Regions from separate parts of the Mus musculus genome. Here all the other regions are linked to region 2. A link is a contact called in public promoter capture Hi-C data. All regions are on one chromosome and are shown on one strand. Each heading gives the region's core, a stretch centred on a gene start, on an enhancer-like site or on the middle of the called end of the contact. The rest is flanking DNA. Distances are from core to core; before and after follow the strand shown.

Region 1 (3,187 bases), core at 246-2,745, 1.5 Mb before region 2:
AGATGGCAGGAATGATAATAGAACCTGCAAGGTGACTGCAGTTCTGCAAGCTCCCAGTCATGGCTTTGCTGGGGAGCCTGGGTTCAAGAGTTTAAGGACTCTAACTTAGAGCCTCCCAGGTCTTGCTCTCCTACCCTGTGTTCAGTCTGCGACTAAACAGCAGGGCTTCCTTGCAGTGGCCACCTCGCCCCAGGGTGTGAGAAGCACCCATGCTGTAGACCAAAGAGGAGACAAGAAGAGCCTGGAGAGGCTCCAGCTTGTCCTCAAATCTCTTCCAAGGACCCTGGGCTTGGAGCTTGGGACCTCTGAGACCAAGGATGTCACTTTGCCTTCTTGAGCCTTTTTCATTTTCAGGTACAGAACATATTCGTTGTGTATGTGTGTGTATGTGTGTGTGTACGTGTGTGTGTGTGTGTGTGTGTGTGTGTGTGTCTGGTATTTAATACCATAACCACCTGTGCATTTCTTGCATGCAGCAAAGTGCCCGCTCAGCCAGAAATAAACTCAGTGACACCAGGATCTTGGAATAGGTCCAGCTCACAGCAGAATTGGAACCCTGCATTGGCAGGCAGGTTCAGCGGGCACTGATGGAAAAACTTGTTTTGTTTGTAACGTTTTTGTTGGGGTCTATCACACACCCACCTTAAATTACAACTGGATAAAAACTGACTAACGTAGGCACCATTGTAATTTTCACCAAAACCAAGATCTGAAGTGTGACCCCGTCCTAACCCTTTCAAAACGCAGAAAAAGGGCGGGACTTAATCTCATTCCTGTCTTTCCATAGGCACATGGGGACACACTGAGACTCCAGAGAGGGAAAGTTGGCTGGCACAGCCTGAAGCATCCCTTACTGGTGTCTAGCTTTGGAGAATCCGCCTTTTTCCGGCACCACCAGCCAGGTCTCTTACGGAGTCCCCAGGTCTTCAACCCGCCCCAGGATTTTGGGGCGGGATTGATCGCGACTCCTCCCTGGCAAGGACCGCCCTGCGCGCGCCCTCGCCAGGCTAATTAGGCGCGCGGTTTGTTTACAAACATGGGCTGGGGCCGGTGCGCGCCTCCCTGCTTGTGAGCATTCGGGGTTTGAGGGAGGCCTCGGGGTACCCGGGTAGTGACCCCAGGGTGCTAACTGCGTTCCCGCCTTTCCCACGTTTTCCTAGGCTTCTGGAAATCCGCCCACCAGTTCTTATTCCCTGCGTGTGGCTGAGAACGCTAAAGTGAAGGCGCGCGGGCGGGCCAAGGTTCCAGCGTCGCCTCGGGTCCTGGCGGGCAACCTCCCAGCCCCGCCCCCACGCGCCCCTAGGCCGGGCCCGCTGGCGGCCAGGGCGGCCGGGCGGGCGGCCGGGGGCGCGCGGGGCGGGGCACGGCGTGGCGCCGGCGGGGCCGGGACATGTAGTCCGTGCGCCTCGGCCTCCCCTGGGCGGCCCTGGCGCGAGCCCGGGCGCGGACTACGACTCCCGCCAGGCGCCGCGGCGTAGCGCATGAGCCCTGTACAGCTCCGGCGCGTCTATTATGCTGCCGGGGCCGGCGAGCCAAAGAGGAGCCGGCCGCGCGGGCCGGGAGCAGACGGCGCTGGAGCCGCCTAGGCCAAGTACGCCTTTTTCTCGTTTCCTTGTACACTCTGGGCGGCGGCGGCGGTGGCGGTGGCGGCGGCGGACTTGGCTGAGAGAACACGGCCCGGAACGCATGGTGCAGGCCTCCCGCGCGTCTCGAAGCCCGGAGCCCGGGGCCGCCGCCTTTGTGCGCGGCCGCGATGCAACAAAGCGGGGCGGCCGCCTGCCCGGGGTCGCAGCGACTGCGCGGGCTCCGCTGCCCTCCGCCTTGCGCTGTGCGCCCGCGGCTTGCCGGTCGCCTCGGGCCGGACTGGGAGGCGTCGCCTTGGTCGGAGCGCCCAGCCTGGACTTGGCACAGCCCGCGCTCTCTGCGCCAGCCCTCCCTCACGGAAGGGATTTTTTTTTCCTTTCCCCTTTTCCTCTGCCCGCCATCTTCCGAAGGGGACTGCCTGGAGGATGCGCGGCGCGGGAAGGTGCGCGCGGTGTGCCCAGGGTCGCTCCGGCGCCACTTAGGGCGGATCGTCGCAGGGCAGGCCAGGCTGGGCCTGGACACCGCTGGAGCCTTGCAAGTGGGGCAGCCGCGGCGTGGCTTGGGGGGCGGCGGCTGCATTTGCAGAGTTATGGCCCGGGAGACGACTTTGCGCGCTTACGAGTTACTGGATTATTGCAGCCAGGCCAGGAGGAAACCCAGTTCATGTTTTGAAATCAGCCTAAACGAGTACTTAATCCGGGCGAGGTCGATTCGGATTGAGGTGGAAGGGGTGGGGTGCACGTCTTTTTCTTACTTCGTGTATAACACGCAAGCTAGTTGGGTGAGGAATGCGCACCCCAAAGCCTCTCGTATGTAAGGTTCTTGAGGATTCCCGGTGAAAAATCCTGGCGGCTTGGGGAAGTTCTCTCCACCAGTTGCTGCGACGGGGGCAGGGCTAACGAGGAAGCCATAAACAGTCTTCTTGCCCTGGGGCGGCGGGGGGGGGGCGGTAAGGAGCGGGAAGGGGGCTCACTGGGAGCCGGGGCATACCTTTTGTGAGTTCATACTTTAGGGCTCAATTTTAAGGCTCTGCCCTTTGCAATTTTGATTAAGAGCTTTCTGCCAGAAATAAGTGCACAGCTGTTGTTTCTCTACCTTAAACTTCTTAACTGTATAAGTTTGTGTCTCTGAGGTCATTCTTGTGTTCTTCAGTGGCTAACATGGGACTGGGTGCAGGAAGAGAAATGAGTGAAGGAATTGAAGGGCTCAGGTCCTGTCCCCCTTAACCCATGAGGACAAGCTGGTTGTTGTGTCGTCCATCCCCCCCCCCTTTTGTTTTGCACTTTCTTAGTGGTGTGCATTACTGGGGGTGGGGGTGCCCCTGAAGAGATCTGAGATCTCTGCTGTGCTGCTTGAAGTGAGTTTCTCACAGGCTTTCCAGGGTCCAGGAAAGGAAGGACTCCAAGGATCAAGCCCCAAGCCCCAGTGACCTTTTTTGAGTGGCCCTGAGTGTGGCCTCTCATTCGCAAATAGAGGCCTGTTTGCTGTTTGTTCTGTTGGAGGCCTTGATGTGCACTGTTGGCTGTAGATCATGAGAGGTGAGGTACAAGCTTGACAGTTCAGGAGGTGGGGGTAATTTCTTCCTGACCTTGCTTATAAACTC
Region 2 (3,209 bases), core at 688-3,187:
AGACTAAAAGCCTCTACATGACCACCAGATACAAAACAAAGCACCACACAGATGTACAATGGATGGATTTTCTGAGCTTGATAAGAGACACCCATCAAACCGAACAGCATCACAGTCAGTGCAAACTGGATGCTTCCACCAGATCACAAGACAAGGGGTCTGCTTTCCCCTGCTATTCCACAGGGCACTGGGGCTCTAGACAAGGCAGGAAGGAGGTAAGAATGCTCTTTACCCACAGATAACATGTCTGAAACCATTCAACTAGCAAATGGATTCCTCAGAGCTGCAGAATACAAAGCCAGAACATCAGACCACCATCCCTGGCCCCCTTTCTTCTCTCTCCTATATTCTCAGGTTTGTCCTGTTACCTACCTGGCATTCCACCCCCCCCCCCCCGGCCCCATCCCAGTCCGGCCAAGTTCTGCTGTCCCACCACCTTTGGCCCCAAGTCTGAGCCTTGCTGGTTTTACACACCGGGGTTTAGATCAGCCTACCATAGCAGCCCAGTCTACTGCTCCTCGGACAGACACTAGGCTCACTTTTTACTCCTTTCTGCCCAAATGTCATTCTCTTCGGTCTCTCCATGGGTACCCAGCCCTAACCAATTTTTATTTCATTTTATTTTAAACAGGGTCTCACTATGTGGTTTTGGCTGACCTGGAACTCGATTAGAAACAGGGTGGCTCTGAAGTCACTGAGATGCACTTGCCTCTGCCTCCCAAGTGCTGGGTTCAAGATACTTGCCACATGAGGCCACTATCCATTTTTTGTTTGTTTTGTTTTTTGAGACAGGGTCTCATCTCCAGTAGCTGAAGCCGGCCTTGAATTTCATCTAGATCCTCCTGCCTCCAGTCTCCCCACTGCAGGGATTACAATCATGGGATACCATGCCCAGGCTCATCCGCGGCTCTTTCTGACTACATCATACATGCACTTGGACTTGAGGGACAGCTACCTGTACAACATCCACTCTACACACTGCCTTCTTCATACATAGGGCGGCTCTGGCAATGACAGAAGTTAAACACCTTGAAGTTTGCAGATGATGGTTAGTAAGGTCACCCACGCCCGGGCCGGAGGGTTCCTGAGCCTTCCCAGGGGCTGGTGCGCACACAGTCCGCTCTTCAGTGACATCTTTCTCCTTCCGCACCCAGTTTTCAAAAATATACTATTGCTCCTTTCAAGCACTAAAATGCAGGTCACACGCGACGATGGTCCTAGGCTGGCATCCATTTCCCTTAGATGCCAAAACTGGTTGAGAGATCTGATAGTGCCCACCGAGGAGGAGGAGGAGGCGGAGCTCGCGGTTGCTCCGGACTCCCGAGAGCTGCGGGGATTGTTTCTCTGGGCTAATCTCAGGCGCAGTTCTCGAGCCGCACACACTCTGCGACGCCCACTTTCTGCCAGTCCGGGCGGAGACGTCTTGGCATCTCAGTCCACAGATGCAGCACCGGTGCAGACTCTAAGGGCGCTCAGTTCTCAGAGAGCTGGCCTTGCCAGAGGTAGAGGCGAACGTCTCTGCACACAGGACTGAGGCTCAATCAAGGCCAGAGATTAGTCTCTCAAGTTGCTAGGAAACAGGCTAGCCCTCAGAAGAGAATACTGCGCCTGCGCGGGATCCGGACAGGGGCGTGTCCACTGTGCCGGGGGGTGGGCGGGGAGGGGCCGGATGGACTAGCGTGTATGCAGCCTTGAGGACGAAGTAGAGGCGGGGCCGAGGGTGTGTCCATAGCTACTAAGGACACGGACTGGGCTAGGTTAGAGGGGCGTGCCTACTCTGCAGGACCAGGGCTGGGGGCGGGGCTGAGGGTGTACCCAGAGCATCTGAAGAAGGGGACAGGTACGGAGCCTTCAGGAGGAGGGCGGGGCGAGCGGGCGGTGTTACGGGCGGTGCCTACTGCGCTTGCGGAGAAAGGTGGGGCTGCGGGGGGCGGTAAGTGCGCCTGCGTGACGCGGCGGCGGCGCGTTAGCTCCCACCCGTTGGCCGCCGCCTCAGCTGCCGCTTCTCCTGGGCCGCGCACGCGCCTCCGCCACCGCCCCCGGCCCGTGCTCGCACCGCGCTTGCCCCGCGCCTGCCCCGCGCCTTCCTCGGCCGGCGCTTGCCCGCCGCCGCCTGCCCGGCCCGCTCGGCGCCTTCTCGGCCTCGGCTCGGCGCCCGCAGCATGCAGCAGCCTGGGTGGCGGCGGCGGCCGTGAAGTAAGGGCCGTGCGCCCGGGCGGGCGGCGCGGGAGGGCGGCGGCGTCTTTGTTGCGGCCGGGCTGCCGCGGCCTTTGTCTGCAGATGGTGGACGCGGGCGGTCGCTGTGCCGCCGAAGGCTGGAGGAGGATGGAGGCGCCCCCGGAGGGCGCCGACCTGGTGCCGCTGGACCGCTACGACGCGGCGCGGGCCAAGATCGCCGCCAACCTGCAGTGGATCTGTGCGAAGGCCTATGGCCTAGGTGGGCGGGCGCGGCGGGGTCCGGGGTCGGGGGATGGGATTACAGGGAGACGGACGGGGAATGAATCCGGTTCCAGGATGGTACTAGAGGGGAGCCGACGGGGAACGCACTGGTTTCGGATGCGACCGGGAGGTGTCGGACGGGTATAGGAGCCGGGGTATGGGACCAGAACTGGGGTCGGACTACGACGGGGGATGGGACCAGAGGGGAACGCGACGGCCGCAGAATGGGACCAGAGGGAGACCGACGGAAACGACCAGGTATGAGACCAGAGGGGTCAGAAAAGGGACTGACATGCTGGGGGATGAGAGCAGAGAGTTTCGGACGTTGGACAGACGGGGCAGGTTGGGACCAGAGGGGATCTGACGGGTCTTGGGGGGATGAGACGCACGGGAGGAGGTTGTAAGGTCTAGGGACAAGGAATGGAGACAGAGCCAAGATTGAGAATGAGGCCGGTGACAGGGCCAAGGCGCGCCTTCGCGTGGTGTCAGTTCAAGTCTTGCTGTTCTGGCGGCGGCCCAGGTGAGCGAGCGCTGAGGTAGCCCAGGGTCGGTCCAGGCATGGGACTGTGTTCGCGTGTCATCCATGCTCTCTGAGTCTCGGTGGGTGGAGGGTGCCTATCATGTGCAGTGTTATTCTCTGGCAATTGGACTGGTCCTCTAAGTCCAAGAAAGACTCTTACCTAAATAACCACTGCTTAGCTGTTCCTTACTGCATCAGGGTGACTAGAAGGCTGGATAGTTTGAGACTTAGTCTCAAACTAGAGTTCCAG
Region 3 (3,544 bases), core at 794-3,293, 1.0 Mb before region 2:
CCAAGAAGTCCCTCACCAGGAACTCTGGGAGCCTCTGAGGACATTGCTGAGAGCTGCCCATTCTGGCAGGACACAAGCTAAGGGAGGGCAGAGTGTTGGCCCTCTGAGGCTGCAATTAGCACCAACTTATTAAACTTGCAGCAGGCCTGGGTCACCGGATCCCTCCACTGGGCCTGGAATTCCACCATTTTCCACTTTCCTGTGTTACATTATCCAAATGGGAACTGATGCAGGAGAATGGACCAAATGAGTGGCACAGCTTCTATGTCACAAAGTCTCCTCTAATAAAGAACTCAACGCAGCACTCATTCACGCAGCAAAGCTTCCAGGGCCACAGAAGTGAAAGACTGTCGGCCCCCTGCCTGTGTGGAGCTAGGCCTGGTCTCACCTGAAAGGCCTGCACTCCTGTCCTCAGCATTCCATCTACAGAGCTACTCCACCATGCTGTCCTACAGAGCCACCTTTGGGAGGACCAGGTCGCAACTCAGACGAACAGGAGTCCTTTGACAACCAAGGACTCAAATACATCCACTCACTTGGGGTGCTAATAATGCTCATGTCTTCCATATAAAGGAGATGTCCCTATAATCCTTTCTTCCTCTGTCTACAGAGGTCTTTGGGACCAGAATAAATCCCTCCAATAAATAATAAGCCCCTTAGAATATCCTCCATTCCAAGAGAGGATAGCCCTATGTCAAAGTGACCGGCTAAGCCATAGCTCCTGCCAAACCCCTATTGAGTTTTTAAAGCAAATACACGATATCCTTCCCTCCTATGATATGCCAGTATTCAAAACCTTGATGTCCACCCCCCTGATCCCAATGATCAGGTTCAGGGAACAATTTAAGCTACGGCCACAGGTCTCCAGTAAGGTTTCACTGATAGCTTGGCTCGGCAGGAGGATTAGGGAGGCCTTCGGGAGTAGCACAGGTACCCACAGGAAGTATGGGACTGGGTGGGATTTCCAAAGTCAATCTAATCTAGAAATCACCTGGTCACTGACTGAATCACCATGACGGAGGGAGGATAGCCGCCTACAGGTCATGGTCAGGCCCTTCCTTGTCCCTCACCCCTTAATACCACCTTGAACTAGCTAACTGCACTGAAGAGGATTTGATCAACCTCAGCAGACTTCTTCCAGAGCTGCCTTACCAGGGCAGCACATACCTAACTCTACCCTATCCATCTGACTAGCAAGATCGTCTGGACAGATGGGGCTCCAAGGTATTCCTCCAGACAGGAAAACGGATGAGTCTTCCCCTACCCACACAGTTCCTGCTCTGGTACCAGGTAGGCAATGGATCCTCGGGCCTTCCCAGCACTCACCTGGACTTCTAGGAATTCACAATGAAAGGGACACCCAGGATTTAGCAAACACACTGTTTGGAAGGCCAGCAACATAGCTGCACTGAAGAGGCGGACCTGCCTTCCTCTTTACAAGAGCAGAGAAAGCTTGCTGGTGTGGAGGATACTAGGCCGACGAGAAGCATTAGGAGAGTGTGGACAGTAGGAACCCGAGGAGAACTCCGATCACTGCCCAGCCACCCTGAGGGGCCACTCTTCTCCTGGCACCATCTGACCCCCAAGCAAACTTCCCAGCCTGTGGAGAGCTGCCCCCCATTTATGAACAAGTTTTGTCCAAAGGCTGGGAACTTGGCAGTCCCACCCCAGCCCAGGTAAGCATCACCAGGCCGAGGCAGGGCCGGGAAGGGGCAGACGCGCGTCCTCTGTGAGTCTCATTTCCTCTGATCAGGGCCGCAACAACTGGGCAGTAAGCCATCGAGTTCCGGCGGTGGACTGCAGGCCTGAGGCCGGGAGCCATGGCAACCCCGGGGACGCCCGCTCCCTGGACCCGATACTCACACACCGCTCCTAGCACTCCCGCCAGGCGGCACAGCCAGCGGTACCACCAAGTCATGCCCTCTTCCTGTGCCGGCGGGGCTGGGCCCGCGGCCGCTCCGGCGGCGCCCGAGCCGCTCATGCTAAACGCTGCGCGCAGCCCCAGGCGCGCACAAAGAGACGTGTCCACCCGCGCGCGGCCTTGTGGGAGAGGTGGTGATTAGCATAGGGGCGGGCCCGCAGGCCATAGCCGGGGGGCGGGGGGAGGGCGGGAGGAAATGGAGTATAGCATAAGGGGCGTGTTTACAGACTGTCAGACGCCCTTTGCCACCCAGCAGGTGCGCTGGATCCGGTCTGGCCTTTCCTCTTTGCAAGATTGGAAGACGTCATCCAGAAGTGGCAAAGGCCTTGTTCAGACCTCCAAGGAACTCCGCCTTGCAGTAGAATGAGCTTTCGAGCTAGGCTTGTAATGGGCGGCAGGTTATGGGAGGAAAACTCCAGTCTGGTATCCTGTATCCTTTATTAACCACTGGGGGCTGGGACTGTTTTTCTGATCTCCACCTCCCAGTCCCAGCCCTTCTGCACCTGGAAAAGGTCACTAAAAGAGGTTCCCTAAGGCTAGCAGGCATTAGAACTTCTAAAGAGGCTAAAGTTGCATACTCCCCGGCTGTTGGAGAGAAACCTAGGACAGAGCCAGGCTGTCGTCCTGTTCCGATGTCCTAGGTGAGATGGTCCAATACTCGCCCTGGAGACTGGCATGTGCCTCCAGGAAGCCAGGGCTAAACTCCAGTTCAGCCTCGCTGCCTTCGGACTCCCAGTAGAGCACCTGCTGCCCCCAAAATGTTGTGGTCCTCAGACTGTGGATGTCCCTGATCTGTGGAGAAGCAAGTAGCCAGAACAGGCCATGAGTGATCATTATTTATAAACTCCTGGCTACTCAGAGTCATTTTTGTTTCTTAAAGGAGCCCACATGAGGGACACTCGGTTCTACCCAAGAAACTCCCCAGAACACACAACCAGGTACAAGAGCTAGGATCCTGCTCAAGACTAAGTCTGAGGTGCTCTGGTGCCTTGTAGAGCATACTGAATCGCAACCCTACCTATGCTCTTCTGAAAACAAACAAAACACCAGACACAAACACGATGCTTCCACGCTGGGTCAACAGGCAATGGACTCCCAGGGAAGGCCTTCTCTCTTCCTTCTTGTGGGTAGAGCCACAAGCATTCCCTGGTGAGTGAGTGAGTGGCAGAAACCCTCCTTCCCATTCTTTCCAATAATTTTGAAGTTTTGGATGAAAAATAAGCTAAAAGTGTTCCCTAATGCCAACACTCCCTCCCTCCTTCCTAGAGACAGCTCTCCAGAATCGTATCAAAAGATTACCCCCTTTTTGTCCCCATCCTCGTGGCCTCACCGAGACATAGTTGGCATTGGTCCCCTCAGAAGCAGTGCCCATATCACTGGCCAGGGCGCGGATGGCAATGCGGGCCTGTGGAGCCACACTGATGAAGACCCTGCAGGTCCCTGCCTTCCTCCCGTCTGGGCTCAGTGAGGGACTCACAATTTCACCCCGAGGTCCAAAGAGCTGCCTGTCACATTCTGCAGGCAAGAACAATGATAGGCTGGGTGAGGGCCACCTCAGGGAGACTACTGACACCAGGGGGTTCCCTGACTGCCTCTCCCGTCCCTCTGGTGGGCCTTTACTCT

The links. Promoter capture Hi-C pulls out the DNA fragments that hold promoters and counts their contacts.
Region 1: a contact with region 2 is called in a promoter capture Hi-C map of pre-B cells, with 2.7 times the contacts expected there. The contact joins the promoter of Brd3 here to the promoter of Camsap1 in region 2. A contact is called at or near these places in 1 of 39 promoter capture datasets (pre-B cells) and 1 of 484 Hi-C or Micro-C datasets (B cells).
Region 3: a contact with region 2 is called in a promoter capture Hi-C map of liver, with 2.6 times the contacts expected there. The contact joins the promoter of Cacfd1 here to the promoter of Camsap1 in region 2. A contact is called at or near these places in 2 of 39 promoter capture datasets (liver and pre-B cells).

Annotation. Positions count from the first base shown.
Region 1 is chr2:27,473,981-27,477,167 of GRCm38.p6, reverse strand. It overlaps Brd3 (bromodomain containing 3), which reads left to right and starts at 1,495. Exons shown (of 12, transcript NM_001113573.1): 1 at 1,495-1,591.
Region 2 is chr2:25,982,010-25,985,218 of GRCm38.p6, reverse strand. Camsap1 (calmodulin regulated spectrin-associated protein 1) reads left to right here and starts at 1,937. Exons shown (of 18, transcript NM_001372499.1): 1 at 1,937-2,437. The coding sequence starts at 2,281.
Region 3 is chr2:27,008,425-27,011,968 of GRCm38.p6, reverse strand. It overlaps Cacfd1 (calcium channel flower domain containing 1), which reads right to left and starts at 2,043. Exons shown (of 6, transcript NM_029862.4): 1 at 1,864-2,043. The coding sequence starts at 1,981. It overlaps Adamts13 (a disintegrin-like and metallopeptidase (reprolysin type) with thrombospondin type 1 motif, 13), which reads right to left. Exons shown (of 29, transcript NM_001001322.2): 28 at 3,252-3,436; 29 at 2,344-2,713. The coding sequence ends at 2,522.